Regions from separate parts of the Sus scrofa genome. Here region 1 is linked to region 2. A link is a contact called in public Hi-C data. All regions are on one chromosome and are shown on one strand. Each heading gives the region's core, a stretch centred on a gene start, on an enhancer-like site or on the middle of the called end of the contact. The rest is flanking DNA. Distances are from core to core; before and after follow the strand shown. Region 1 has its middle 54 kb from the start of PPP2CA. Region 2 overlaps LOC110259481 (a long non-coding RNA gene).

The links. A called contact is a pair of places that touch in the nucleus more often than the background predicts.
Region 1: a contact with region 2 is called in a Hi-C map of omental adipose tissue, with 2.0 times the contacts expected there. The contact joins two enhancer-like sites. A contact is called at or near these places in 9 of 47 Hi-C or Micro-C datasets (alveolar macrophages, embryonic fibroblasts, fetal skeletal muscle and 6 more).

The regions. Positions count from the first base shown.
Region 1 is chr2:136,572,846-136,579,457 of Sscrofa11.1, forward strand. No RefSeq gene overlaps it. Among named protein-coding and RNA genes, the nearest start is that of PPP2CA, 54 kb to the left of the region's middle. Within about 2 kb of position 4,051, at least 3 of the 83 cell types and tissues checked have an H3K27ac peak or open chromatin away from gene starts, as enhancers often do. A contact at or near this core is called in omental adipose tissue, where this site is marked.
Region 2 is chr2:136,366,769-136,374,109 of Sscrofa11.1, forward strand. The region is part of intron 3 of LOC110259481 (a long non-coding RNA gene); the gene reads right to left. Among named protein-coding and RNA genes, the nearest start is that of VDAC1, 50 kb to the left of the region's middle. Within about 2 kb of position 3,228, at least 9 of the 83 cell types and tissues checked have an H3K27ac peak or open chromatin away from gene starts, as enhancers often do. A contact at or near this core is called in omental adipose tissue, where this site is marked.

The sequences.
Region 1 (6,612 bases), core at 2,801-5,300, 210 kb after region 2:
TGCCATCCCAAGATTTCTTCCAACAAGCTTGCTCAGTGACTTCCACACCTCAGATTCTTACTATTTTTAGCATTATTTATTGATTCTTCAGCAAGTCACCAAATTACAAAGGTCATTTTGATTTTAAATTATTTGTTCCATACATATCAAGGTAATTATACGAAGACAGTGGGAACAGGGTTTAAAGTTACAAAGATATAAATTAAGATGTTACTAGCATCATAAAGCAGGATGTGATACATGTAATATTTGTTTATATTATATATATAGTATAAGCAATTAAAAATGGTCGTCTAGAGGGAAAATAGATCACCTTGCATGGGAAAAGTTGCAATCATATGAGAACCTACATATATTAAGTACAAAAAATTAATACAATGCAGGAAGATCAAAAGGTGCCAGAAAGGAGTTCCCACTGTGCCTCTGCAGATTCAGGACCCAACGTTGTTTCTGTGAGAATGGATCTGGTATTGCTGCAAGCTGTGGCATAGGGTGCAGATTTGTGGCTTGGATCCAGTGTTGCCATGGCTGTGGTATATGCCTCAGCTGCAGCTCCAATGCAACCCCTAGCTCAGGAACTTCCACATGCCACAGTGCAGCATAAAAAGAAAAAAAAATGTGCTAGAATGAATCAAGTAGACCTGATGCCTGGATGGCTATCAGATATTTTGAAAAAAAAGCAATCAAGTTGGTGCCAAGTTTTAAGCCGGGGTAAACCATGGTACCACTTTTAGAAGCAAGAAAATCAAGGAGCGAAGGGAAAGATGGTTTAGGGAGAAATTAATCTATTTTAATATGGTAAGTTTGAAGAAAGAGCAAAATGATAAAGCAGAAATACTATCAAACATAGGGCTCCATATAAATATCAGTATCAGAATCACAGATCTTGTAATATCTCAAATACCCTCAGGGGTGATGGTCAAGCTATAAGAGCAACACATTCCCCTCGAGGAGGCCAGGAAGAGTGACAGGCTTAAGAACTAAACTTGAGAAATGCTGACAGAGAAACAGGTGGGAAGATAAAATTATCAGTAGAGCAAAAAAGTGCTTGGAGGTGAGAAGAAAACAATGACACAACAAAAAAGATGAGAGTGTTTCCAGAAGGAAAAGATGATTCATGGTGTCAAATGAGACTGAAAAATCAGTAAAATGAGAACATAAAAAATCCCACTGAATGTGACAATTAGGAGATAACTGGTGTCCGTGAAAGGCAAAGTTTTATTATGGTGGTGAGAACAAAGCCAGCCTCAATATTTCATAGATAACTTTATTCCCCAAGGTGTTAAATGCATCAGGGTGCTTCCTATCACTGTGTCTATATTCAATGTTCCTTCTTCCAAACGAAAGGAAGTAAGTGCCACACAGAGAAACTCACTGAGCTACCAGTTGTAACCCCTTCCGCTTGGCCAAAGGATCAGAGCCAGGACTCCCCATCATCACATGAATATCTACTCAATAGATTTCAAAACTTGGCCTGGTTAATTGCCAATTCAGCTGCCACTGTCTCTGCCATAACTCACTTCTCCACATGAGTTTTGGTAGCCACAGAGAACCAATCCCATCAGTAGTAGTTCCCAGTGTAGTTCCCCCCCCTGCACAGGCTCCTTCCAAGGCCATGAGTACAGCCCTAGCAATTTTGAAACTGCAATTTTGTAGTCTTTTTCCCCAAAAAGGGTCCTCAAATTTAAAATCTTCAGGCTCCATAAAAGTTGTATCTCCCTGTGTTAACCAGTAACTCATCCTCTCAGCACCCTATCAACAGCTATGTTTGTAATATCACCTTACCTGCCCCACTAATGCACAAAGACTCTGAGAAAATCCAAAGGAGCCTCAAAAGATGAAAGTTGGGAGATGCTGGTCTGGACTTGTTTTCCCCAGGACGGAAAAGAACTACAATTCTCATATCTTGTATCTGGTATCTTGTTGTGCCATCCTTTGACATGGCCAACTCTAAAAAATGCTACGGAGTCTGCAGAGGTTGATTTTCTTCCTAACTTTAAAAAGAGATATGTTATAGAGATCTTTTTTAAAAAATTCTAAGTGTCACATTTATTCTTAATTTAATGTATGTAACATTTTATAAGCACAGAGCAGACATGAAATGTATTTGTTGTCCATGCCGACTTCATATCTGAACAAAAGGAGACCAAAGCACAGATGTTCTCCGAATTCCACAGGCAGTGTATAATAAGAGTAAAGGGCACTGTAGACCTAGGAAATGAAGTCAGGATCAAATCAGACAACTTGGACAAAAGAACTAAGATCAAAGACCATAATTCTGCATCTTTGAAGGAGATGAATTTCATCAGCACGAACTCACTATGCCCTATGTGTATTAAACCTTATCTCAGTAAGTTCTCACAAACCATGAGGTTGTGGGTTTGATCCCTGGCCTCGCTCAGTGGGTTAAGGATCTGGTGTTGCCGTGAGCTGTGGTGTAAGCCGCAGACATGGCTCGGATCTGGTGTTGCTGTTCCTGTGGTGCAGGCTGGCGGCTACAGCTCCGATTCAACCCCTTGCCTGGGAACCTCCATATGCCGTGGGTGCAGCCCTAAAAAGACAAAAGACAGAAAAAAAAAAAAAAGTCCTCACAATATCTCTAAGAGATAAGGTATTCTTATCTCCACTTCCAAATGGGAAAACTGAGGCAAATAAGTACCACACACATACTCCACAGCGAAGAAGTGATAAAAGCCATGATTCTAATTTCAGCCATCTGATAATAACCTGACTCTATTACATTATATAGCTTTTAATAAAAACTAAATGTTCATTCAACAAAAAAAAAAAAAATTTTTTTTATCTTTTTAGGGCCACACCCACAGCATATGGAGGTTCCCAGGCTAGAGGTCTAATCGGAGCTGTAGTTGCCAGCCTACACCACAGCCATAGCAACGCCAGATCGGAGCCGAGTCTGTGACCTACACCACAGCTCAAGGCAACACCAGATCCTAAATCCACTAAGCGAGGCCAGGGATCCAATCTGCATCCTCAAGGATACTAGTCAGATTCGTTTCCACTGAGCCATGATGGGAACTCCCTCAACAAATATTTTTAAAAATAAAAAAGCCCCAGGAGTTTATAGGCATAGTTTCCACAAATATTCTAATACAACTATGTATTCTGTTTTAAGGATAGTAATTGATGAAACCAATTTTCCAAACTCAAATCTATCAAACAGCAATCCAAAGAAGACTATTGATGGCAGATTATTCCATAATAAATTTTGTGTTTCAGGTTTTTCATGAGGCATCAGATGCTTTAAACCATGTAATAATACTGTTCAATGTAATAACTAGTCACTACAAAGAAATTACTCAGAGATGTCCAAGAGTTGCTGCTGAAAGGTATATAAACAATCTAGGGCTTGGTCTGAAATGTCCTAAGACTGTGGAGCCATTCATCTGCGGAAACCCAAGTCGCAGCATGTATTTTATCACACTTCTTGTTTCAGGAAGTAAAGAACACTGATGTAGAGCAAAAAGCATTACCATAATGGGACCCCATCTTCATATACCAGTTCAGGCCAACAGGGAACTGAATGGCTTGTCCTGTTAGACCAGGGCAGACACTGGCTCCAGGTCCTAAAAATGCTGGACCCTGAGCTCCCTCTGGAGGGAGGATGTTAGGACTGGAGGATGTTGGGACTACCCGACTTCAAAGAGAACTTCAGAATCATCTTTGGTGAGGGGGCATATAGACTAAATAATAGCCGCCAGATACCTGCAATTTCTATACCACTATCTATTAAATGAAAAGCTAACTGTGAACAGCAAGCACCTTAACCCAAAGTTAGTTTGAAAGTCAATCTGAGGCAAACTTCTTTTTAGTTCCTCTCTGAGTTATACATTTCTTCTCTCAATACCATCCAATTAAGCAAAGAAATCATTTCACTTATTCTACGCCAAGAGAGTTAACTGAGAAATCTACACGTCACTGAAGTAGTACTTACACAATTTCTCACTTTCTGATAAGTACTAAGTGTACTAATTTAGGACTTGTCTGGTCTCCTGACAACAGCAACAAAACAAAAATAAACAAAAAAAACAAAACAGAACTGTGGTAACTTTAGGTGGATAATCTAAAATTCTGACTCATATCCTGTAACTCAGCAGAGCATTATTTTGTTTTTACTCTTTCACTTACCTTATCTGAATTTCTCTGTCTCTTTCTAAATTCTGAGAAACAATTTTTCTAACTTATCTGAGAGTCCTCTGCTGTTTCTAAAAAGCATCCTTCACTTTTATCTCTAAATGTAACTAAATTTCAATCCCTCCATTAAAATGCTAACAAACTATAAGCTCACCTGATCTCCTTCACCTTTAAATTTCACGCTGAATGACTGAACTCATTCCTTGTGCAGCTACTTAACAATAAATAGGATCACCATACAGAGACCACATTCTACCACATCAATAAAATTATCCCAAGTTATATTCTTCGGTTTTTTTCCAAGTGATTACTACATAGGAGACAATAAATTCACTCTTTCCTTCACAAGGCAAATGTTACTGAGTGTCAGTAGATGCTAGGCACTATTCTTTGGTGGTGAAATATAGCAACCACCAAAGCACTAAATTCTCTGCCCTCATGTAGTTCATACTTTATTGAAGGGAGACCATTAATACAAGTTCGTAAACTATAGAGCTTTTCCGAGAGAGAAGTGCTATATGAAGAAGTAAAACAGGGAAGGGGAATGGAAGTGGGGGAAGTTGTCATTTTAAGTAATGTGGTAGAGAAAGCTTCATGTAAGAGTAAAAACCAGTAAGGAGGCTGTCCTGAACAACAGGAAGCAGGTAAAGGAGGGAATCATGCAGTCACCTAAAGAAAGATATTTCTCAGCAGAGGAAAACAGCAAAAACAAAGATTCGGAAGCAGGAACAGGAAGAAGGCCAGTGGGCCTGGGGAAAAAAAAAAAAAAGAGCAAAAGGGAGAGAAGTAGCAAATAGGGTCAGAGAGAGGACGGGGCACACTGTGTAGGGCCATGAGGTTACCGTAACGTCTGTGACCTTTACTCTGCGTGAAGTGAGAAGCACTGGAGGTTGTGAGCAGAGCAATGACATCATCTGCTTTACGTTTTATTAAGAATATCCAGGCAGCGAGTTAATAACAAACTGAAGGTTGGGAGTTCCCTGGTGGCTTAGCAGTAAAAAGGATCCAGCATTGTCACTACTATGGCTTGGTGGCTCAGGTCACTGCTGTGTCATGGGTTGGATCCCTGACCCAAGAACTTCCACATACCATGGACACAGCCAAAAAAAAAAAAAAAAAAGAGAGAGAGAGAGAGAGAAACTGAAAGTTGAACAAGGGTGAAAGCAGGAAGATCAACTACTACAGGAGGACTACAAAGTTCAGGCAAGAAATGTCATAAATAGCAGTAGAGGGGTAAAAAGTAGTCAAATCCTGGAGTTTCCGTGGTGGCTCAGTGGTTAATGAATCCAACTAGGAACCACAAGGTTGCGGGTTTGATCCCTGGCCTTGCTCATTGGGTTAAGGATCCGGTGTTGCTGTGAGCTGTGGTGTAGGTCGCAGAGGCGGCTCAGACCCCAGGTGGCTGTGGCTCTGGCGTAGGCTGGTGGCTACAGCTCCGATTAGACTCCTAGCCTGGGAACCTCCATATGCCATGGGAGCAGCCAAAGAAAAATGGCAAAAAGACAAAAAAAAAAAAAAAAAAAGTAGTCAAGTCCTGGACATACCTTGAAGGTAGCGCTGAAAGGACACAGGTTAGAGATGCAGAGAGAAAGAAGACCCCAATGTATCTCTCCTGAGACACTGGAAGAAATGGAGGTGTCCTTAACTACGACAGGGAAACAAGGAGGATGAGGAGAGAATGGGGAAGAGATCAGGATCTTAATTTTGGCTACGGTATCAAGCTTGAAATATCTATTATATGTTTTAGGGGAACGTTGAATAGACAACTGGAAATCTGAGTCTGGAATTAAGCAGTCAAGTCCAGGCTAGAGAGAGAGAATTGAGAGTCATCAGTCTATAAATGATATTTAAGGCCATGTATCTGGATGAGCTCACCAAGGAAATGTAGAAAGAAAAATGGTCTAAGAACAGAGCCTAAATGCTTGATCACTTGAACCACAAAACCATTTTATTTCTTGCCTTCCCTTTGTTTACAGGACTCACTGAGCTATCATTAAGAGAAGCTAACCAGATAAGATAAATTCACAGTGATTATTATCTACTCTTTCTCCAGATGGCTATACATCAACTGTCTGGTGACTCTTACACACTTGCAGCATATGGAGGTTCCCAGGCTAGGGGTTGAATCGGAGCTGCAGCCGCTGGCCTATGCCACAGCCACAGCAACGCAGGAACCAAGCCATGTCTGTGACCTACACCACAGCTCAGGGCAATGCTGGATCCTTAACCCACTGAGAGAGGCCAGGGATTCAACCTGCATCCTCATGGATACTAGTCAGGTTCATAGCTCACTGAGACACAATGGGAACTCCATCTGGTGATTGTTTCCAGGTCTTCAAGTTTCAGAATTAAAGTGAATAAATCTGTTCTTTGGCCAATGACATTTTAAAGAAGGGTGCTACCTTTGTCTGCTCTCTGAGAGGTTTCCTAAATAACAACTGATAACTCATCAATTATAAC
Region 2 (7,341 bases), core at 1,978-4,477:
TCCCAGCTCACAGGCAACACCGGATCCTTCACCCACTGAGCGAGACCAGGCATCGAACCCGCAACCCCATGGTTCCTAGTCGGATTCGTGTCTGCTGGGCCACAACTGAAACTCCAGCATTAATTTATTTACTGCGATAGCTCCAGTATTTAGCATTAACTTATTTACTGCAATCGCGCCAGTATTTAGGGCAGTACTTGGCACAAATAGAACCTCAATAAATAATTGCTGAACTAAGGAATGAATGAACATTGGTCATTTTTCAATGTTATGCAAAAGTACTAAAAATCATAATAGTGGAGTTCCCGTCGTGGCACAGTGGTTAACGAATCCGACTAGGAACCATGAGGTTGCGGGTTTGATTCCTGGCCTTGCTCAGTGGGTTAAGGATCCGGCGTTGCCATGAGCTGTGGTGTAGGTCGCAGACGTGGCTCGGATCCTACGTTGCTGTGGCTGTGGCGTAGGCTGGTGGCTACAGCTCCCATTAGACCCCCAGCCTGGGAATCTCCATATGCCGTGGGAACAGTCCTAGAAAAAGGCAAAAAGACATAGAAAGAAAAAAAGAAAGAATTATGACAGTGACAATTGAGGACTTACTTGGCGCTAAGTTCTTTACATACATTATTTCATGTGACACAATCCTGTGAGGTCGGTACTATCATTATCCCCATTTTACAGCTGTATAAACTAAGGTTTACAGAGCGATTAGGCCCCAAGCTTAGACAGGTTTCTCCCAGAGGTCTGGCTGACCCTTAGCTTATTTTGTTAATGCATGGTTATCACTGCCTCTTTGTGAATTTTTTTTTTTTTCTTTTTGTTTGAGGCCACACCCGTGGCATATGGAAGTCCCAGGCTAGGGGTTGAATCGGAGCTGCAGCTGCCAGCCTGCACCACAGTCACAGCCACACTGGATCCAGCTGCGACATACACCCCAGCTTATGTCAATGCCAGATCCTTAACCCATCTTGGTGAATATTTTTAGAAAGAGCAATTTTTTTAATGCAGAAATTCCCAGGCCAGGGATTGAACCCATGCCACATCAGTGACAACACTGGATCCTTAACCTGCTGAGCCACCAGAGAACCCTGGAAAGAGCATTTAAAATATTCTTTTACATGGGCCTGGCCATTCCTCAATCACTGCATGTTTAGTTATTTTTCTGCTTTTCCCCTTCTTTGTATAAATAATTCTACACTAGACAACTTTCTGCAAAACCAAACTCCGTATTGAAGTTCTATTCATTAGCAAAGGCTCCCCAGAAGGTGAATGACTGGTTCAAGTGGTGCGTTTTTAAAGCTTGGGAGGCATGTTTTCCCTTCAATTACGTTTTGGGGTTTTTTTGTTTGTTATCCATATGGAAATATAAATGTATTCAATCCACCACCTACTCGTCTCTTTTCGCATCCACTGTTTGCATATTTGAAACACCTTCCCTTGGCAGAGCCGTTAAGACCTGTATTTTCTAGCGGTTGCACAGTTTCCTTTAAATTATTCAACGCTTTGGTTCTTCAGTGCCTCCTTTGGGGGATGTGCTAGAGAGAGGCCCCCCCATTTACACTTCCAAGCCCCCTCAGGAATCCCCCCTCCTCCAGGCAGCGGGAAGATGAAAGGGAATGCCAAATAAGGAGACTGAGAAATTCTTCCGATGTTCTCCTAATTACAGGGGAAGCAGCGCCCCTTCGTCTACACATCAATGACTCGCTCCCGAGGTCATCCCTGTCTTTTTGGAAGCGTCTAAGGTGCTCTGGTGGACCTGGCGGTTAAGGCCCAACTGTCCTGATAAGAACGGACTTAAGAAACTTCTTGACACCACGTTGTGAATCCACGATCCTTCAGTAAAATAGAGGGCTTTTTTTAAAACTCCTGGAAAAACTCACAGGATTCAAAAAAAAAAAGTCTTCACCTGGAATATGAGAACTATATCAAATGAGGGATGAGCGCGCTCCTGAGCACACGGAAGAAGGGACTTTGGGCAAGGGGGCGGGGAGTCGGTGCGGGGAAGGGGGTGGGACCCAGCTGGATAAAGACCTCCCACCCCCGCAGCGGAGGAATCAAGTGGGGAGGTGGCGGCTGGACGCTCCGGGAAGCCGCGCCCGTCTCTCCATCCCCCGCGCAGGACGCCTGCAGGATTCTGGCTGCCCACGCGTGCAGTGCGTGGGCTGTGCGCTGCAGGAGGGCTCGCTCAGAGGAGCCAGGGAGGCGGCCATCCAGCCGGCACCGCCTCCCCCCCCCGCCCCCCGCGAGCTGGGAGGACCGAGCACCTTCGTCCGATTTTGTCCAAGGTGCCAAAAGGGCTGGCAGCTGCCCGGACTGCCCCAGTGAGGTGTCGGAGTCCGGGACAGGAGCCAGGAGGCCGGGCCCTGGCTCCGACTCGACCAGGGCTCTCTGGAGGGGAACCTGAAATACCCTGTCTGGGCCTGAGGCTCCCCCATCTAGCTGATGCGGGGCGGCGGGGGCTCCCCGATTCCCACGGTCCCATAGAGCTCTGTGCTCTGAAGTGGAGCCCGGTGTCAGAGTCTACGAGCAGCCCTTGCCGTGCCCACTGCGCGGGGTGGGAGGGAAGCACGAGGGTGCTTGTCCAGGTCAGGGCCACCCAGAACCAGCCTTCTTCCACCGCAAGGGCTGTTTCAGAGCCATGTGCACTCTGGTGTGGGCTCAGATCCCCGCAAGTTGCCGTGCCCTCTCAGCTCCCTTTTGAGGGCTTGATTCTTTGTCAGAGCCTTGTTGAGTCAGTCGGCCGGTGCCCGGTGCGCACCAGCTGGGTGTGATGCCAGCTGTACCGTCTCCCTTTCCTCCGCCTGCAGCAGAGAGTAGGAAACGCAACACAGCATATTGAGCGCCGGCGCCGGCAGGGTGATGTGCTGACTCGGGAACTCTGACCCGTGGGCCCAGGGCCACGCTGCCCTGTGTTGCAAGTTAAGGAACAGGCTCCAAACCCCAAATGCAAAATACTTAACCAAGCAGGAGGCAAACTCAGATCATGCCGACGACTCCAAACCGAGGCTTTCATGACCTTTCCACCGCTTTGGCAGGTGGGGAAACAGAAGCAGAGTCCTTGCCTCGCCCCCCAGGCAGTCAGTAGAGAGGTGAATTTCAGTTTATTCTAAGCCGGCCCCTACTCTATTCGCCATCCCCCTCACCATCACGCCCCCCCCCCACAAGCCTGGGAGGTTCTGCCTTTTGTCAATTTCCCATGGCTCTACTGGCCATTGCCCAGCCCTCCACCACTCCCTATGCCCTTCCCCTGAGCCTGGCCAGGGCCCAGTGCTCCGGGAGAAGGCCTGGTGCCCATCCTGTAGGAAGAAGCTCAGTGCGTGGCAAAGTGGGGCTGGAAGAAGCCCTCTGAGTGAGGGTGGCGTGGAGGTTGTGCGCTCCATGCCACCTGCCTGAGGCCACATTCCAGGGCAGGAAGGGGGCTAGGCCTTCCTGCACAGATGGGCAGGTTCTTCCTTCCAACCTCCAGTTTGCTGGACAACTTGGGCAACGCAGCCAGCATCTCTGTGCCACTGCCAGATCACAGCCCACCTGCTGTAGCGGATTTTCACCTGACCCCTGCTGCCTCACCTGGGAAAGATGCGTTCTTCCTAAACCACACGTCAACCAGGCAGGAACAGTGCTTCTTTCCCTTTTTATCTTGATGGGGGATTCCACCCTGCATTGGCATTTACTCATGGGCATTAAAAATATGCAGAACAGAGTCCAGCAGAGAAGTTATGACTTCCTGCAGTTTGCAAAACTAAGAGGGAGGAACAATTGGCTCCTTTGTTGCAAAGACTGCTGTTTGTCACCAACAATGGCATTCTTAAGGAATTATGATATTAAAGATTTAATAGCCATTTGATGCATGTAGTAAACCCTTCCCATTACGGCATTTTCTGGAAAGCGCTGTCTTCGTCTGTTACAGGAATTTACCAAGTGTCTTTTAATTAAGTCCGCTCTCAATGAGACACCTCCTCGGTGCAGTCATTTTCTGAATGAAGCTCCCCCGAAGTACTAATTAGTTTGTTTTTAATGCTTAATTGATGCTGCCAACGTGGTGGTTAGGGTGAGGCTGACCTGCTGGAACTGGATGAGGCAAATCTGAGCAGGGGTGATCTCTCCGGCCTGGAGAAATGGAGGGGTTTCATTGCCCCCAAACTCCTCAATTACCGCTGAACTGACCCCAGACCCAGGAAAGGCCTCAGCCCATGGCCCTGCTCGGGATGAACCCAAGGAAGCCACTTACTCTGCACAGGAGTGGGCAGGTGAGCTGCCTTGGTTGGGAGTAGCTGCTGCATCACTAGAGGCCTTGGTAGGAAAGTGGACTGGGGGACCTCAGAGGTCCCTTCCCCCGGCGTCCCTCTGATGGGTCCTTCATTATTCATTGCCCTGTTGCTGACCAAACAGCTATTAGGTCCTCCTCTGTGCTTGTGAGTGAGGAGCAAAAAGAGGCAGGATCCCGTCTGGTGCAACTGCGTGGGGCAGAGCTGGGGGGGTGGGGAGCGATAACCGGTGTCAAGAGCCACAAAGGAGACAGGCCAGGGGCAGCACATGCCTGGGAGGGTTGGAGCCTAGACCTGGGGAGTGGTGTAGGGATGGGAATTAGACCCAGCTGTGGCACCTGCTGGGCGATTTGACCTCAGGGAGGCAGGAGAGACCCTGCAACACCTCCTCGTTTCCTTTATACACATACTTCTTTGGTCCTTGTGATGCATAAAGGCAATCGCCTGTTGTTTTGCATCGTTTCTTCTTTTTACTTTACATACAGGCATTCCTGTTGTGGCTCAGTGGTTAACGAATCCAACTAGGAACCACGAGGTTGTAGGTTCAATCCCTGGCCTTGCTCAGTGGGTTAAGGATCTGGCATGGCCGTGAGCTGTGGTATAGGTTGCAGACGTGGCTCGGATCTGGTGTGGCTGTGGCTCTGGTGCAGGCCGGCAGCTACAGCTCCGATTAGACTCCTAGCCTGCGAACCTCCATATGCCTTGGGAGTGGCCCTAGAAAAGGCAAAAATACCAAAAAAAAAAAAAAAAAAGTACATACACACTTGTAAAAATGTTACACAATATAGGAATACATAGATTAAAAAGTAAAAGTCTCCCATTATTTCAAGTACTGGTCCCTCCCAGAGAAAACCGCTAATGACATCCTGCCAGACCTTTTCCTACGTGTATTTGGGTGTGTGCCTACACGCACACACACACTTGACTTTGCTTGTTTAATCAGATTAAACACATAGGACTGTGACTTGTTTTCACTTTCTTTTTCCTTTTGTCTTTTTGGCTGTGCCCGTGGCATATGAAAGCTCCAGGCCAGGGTTCGAACCCTACCACAGCAGTGACCTGAGCCATTGCAGGGACAACGCCCGATCCTTAACCTGCTGAGCCACAAGGCAACTCCATGAAGACATTTTTTCTCTCTTTTTTTTTTTGGCCACACCTGTGGCATGCAGAAATTCCTGGACCAGGGAATAAACCTGCTCCATAACAGTGACAATGCCAGATCCTTAACCTCAAGACTGCCAGAGAACTCCCTGTTTTCACTTTATGACATAGCAAAACATTCTTCCATATCAGTTGGTACATACAGATCTACCTCATCCTTTTTTTTTTTTTTTTTTTTTTTTTTGGGCCGCACCAGCAGCATATGGAAGTTCCCGGGCTAGGGGTCGAATTGGAGTTACAGCTGCCTGGCCTACGCCACAGCCACAGCGGGATCCAAGCCATGTCTGCGACCTACACCCCAGCTCATGGCAACACCAGATCCCCAACCCACTGAGCAAGGCCAGGGATCGAACCCGAGTCCTCATGGATACTCGTTGGGTTTGTTACTGCTGAGCCACAATGGGAACTCCAGGGCAGCCACTTTTATTTATTTATTATTTATTTATTTTTTTTTTGTCTTTTGTCTTTTTGTTGTTGTTGTTGCTGTTTCTTGGGCCGCGCCCGCGGCATATGGATGTTCCCAGGCTAGGGGTCCAATCGGAGCTGTAGCCACCGGCCTATGCCAGAGCCACAGCAACGCAGGATCCGAGCCACGTCTGCAACCTACACCACAGCTCACGGCAATGCCGGATCGTTAACCCACTGAGCAAGGGCAGGGACCGAACCCGCAACCTCATGGTTCCTAGTCGGATTCGTTAACCACTGCGCCACGACGGGAACTCCTATTTATTTATTATTTATTTATTTTTATATTTTTAGGGCTGCATCTGTGGCATGTGGAGGTTCCCAGGCTAGGGGTCGAATCGGAGCTGTAGCCACCAGACTATGCCACAGCAACACCAAATCCGAGCCTCACCTGCTGCCTATACCACAGCTCATGGCAATGCTGGGTCCTCAACCCACTGAGTGAGGCCAGGGATCGAACCTGCGTCCTCATGGATGCCAGTCAGATTTGTTTCTGCTGAGCCACCATGGGAACTCCAGGGCGGCCACTTTTAAGTGACTGGCTCTTAAAACATCCTGAGAGACCTTGGGCGGGCCGCCCTCTGCACCAGCCTCAATCACAAGAAGTCAAAGCAGATGGGGGCAGAGCCCCAGGGACCGAGGGGCCTGAGCAGGCAGAGGCGCCTAACACAGCCTCACCAACCTGGGCTCCATAGGCCTCTCTAAAGAATGCAGACAAGTTCCCGTTCCCTAGGCTAAGAACTTCTGTATGCTGCGGGTGCGGCCCTAAGAAGACAAAAGAAAAAAAAAAAAAACGGGCAAAGAATGTGAAAAAGAATGGGTGTGTGTCCACGTACAACTGAGTCACTTCGTGGTACAGCAAAAATTATCCCAAGATTGTAAATCAACTATCCTGCCATAACATTTTAAAACATGAAAAAAAAAAATAAAAGAAACTGGGGGGAGAAACTTCTCTTCCGGGGGCTGTGGCCCCAGGGGACAGGCTCCGGTCCCCCACTGCCCTTCCCCTGAGCTGCGGTCTGTCCCCCCAGCAGTCAAGGGTGGGCTTCACCATCCCCCCCAGGACTGCAAGGCCGGCCCTCCCAGCGAACAGACAAGCCCAATGACTCAGCGCTGCCCATGGTCTCTGGTCCGAGACGGGCCGTGACTCACACAATGCGAGGCTCCCTTCCAAGCAGGCTTGGCCAGCCTGTGAGATGGCAGCGTTGGCGGGAAGCTACGGAGCTACGACGCTCGGGGCAACGGGGAAAGAAAGACCTTGACAGGAGCCGCAGACTGGGCACAGCTCCCTGCCCACCAGCCAACATGAGGCTTGCAGGCTCCCAGGCCACACGGCCAGGGCTTGGTCTCAGGGATGCCAACCCAGGTGGAAAGCTTGGACGTGCTTGGACCCAGGTCTTCCTGGGCTCCAGACCAGGAGAAACTGGCTGGCATCAGAGCCTAGCTGAGTTTC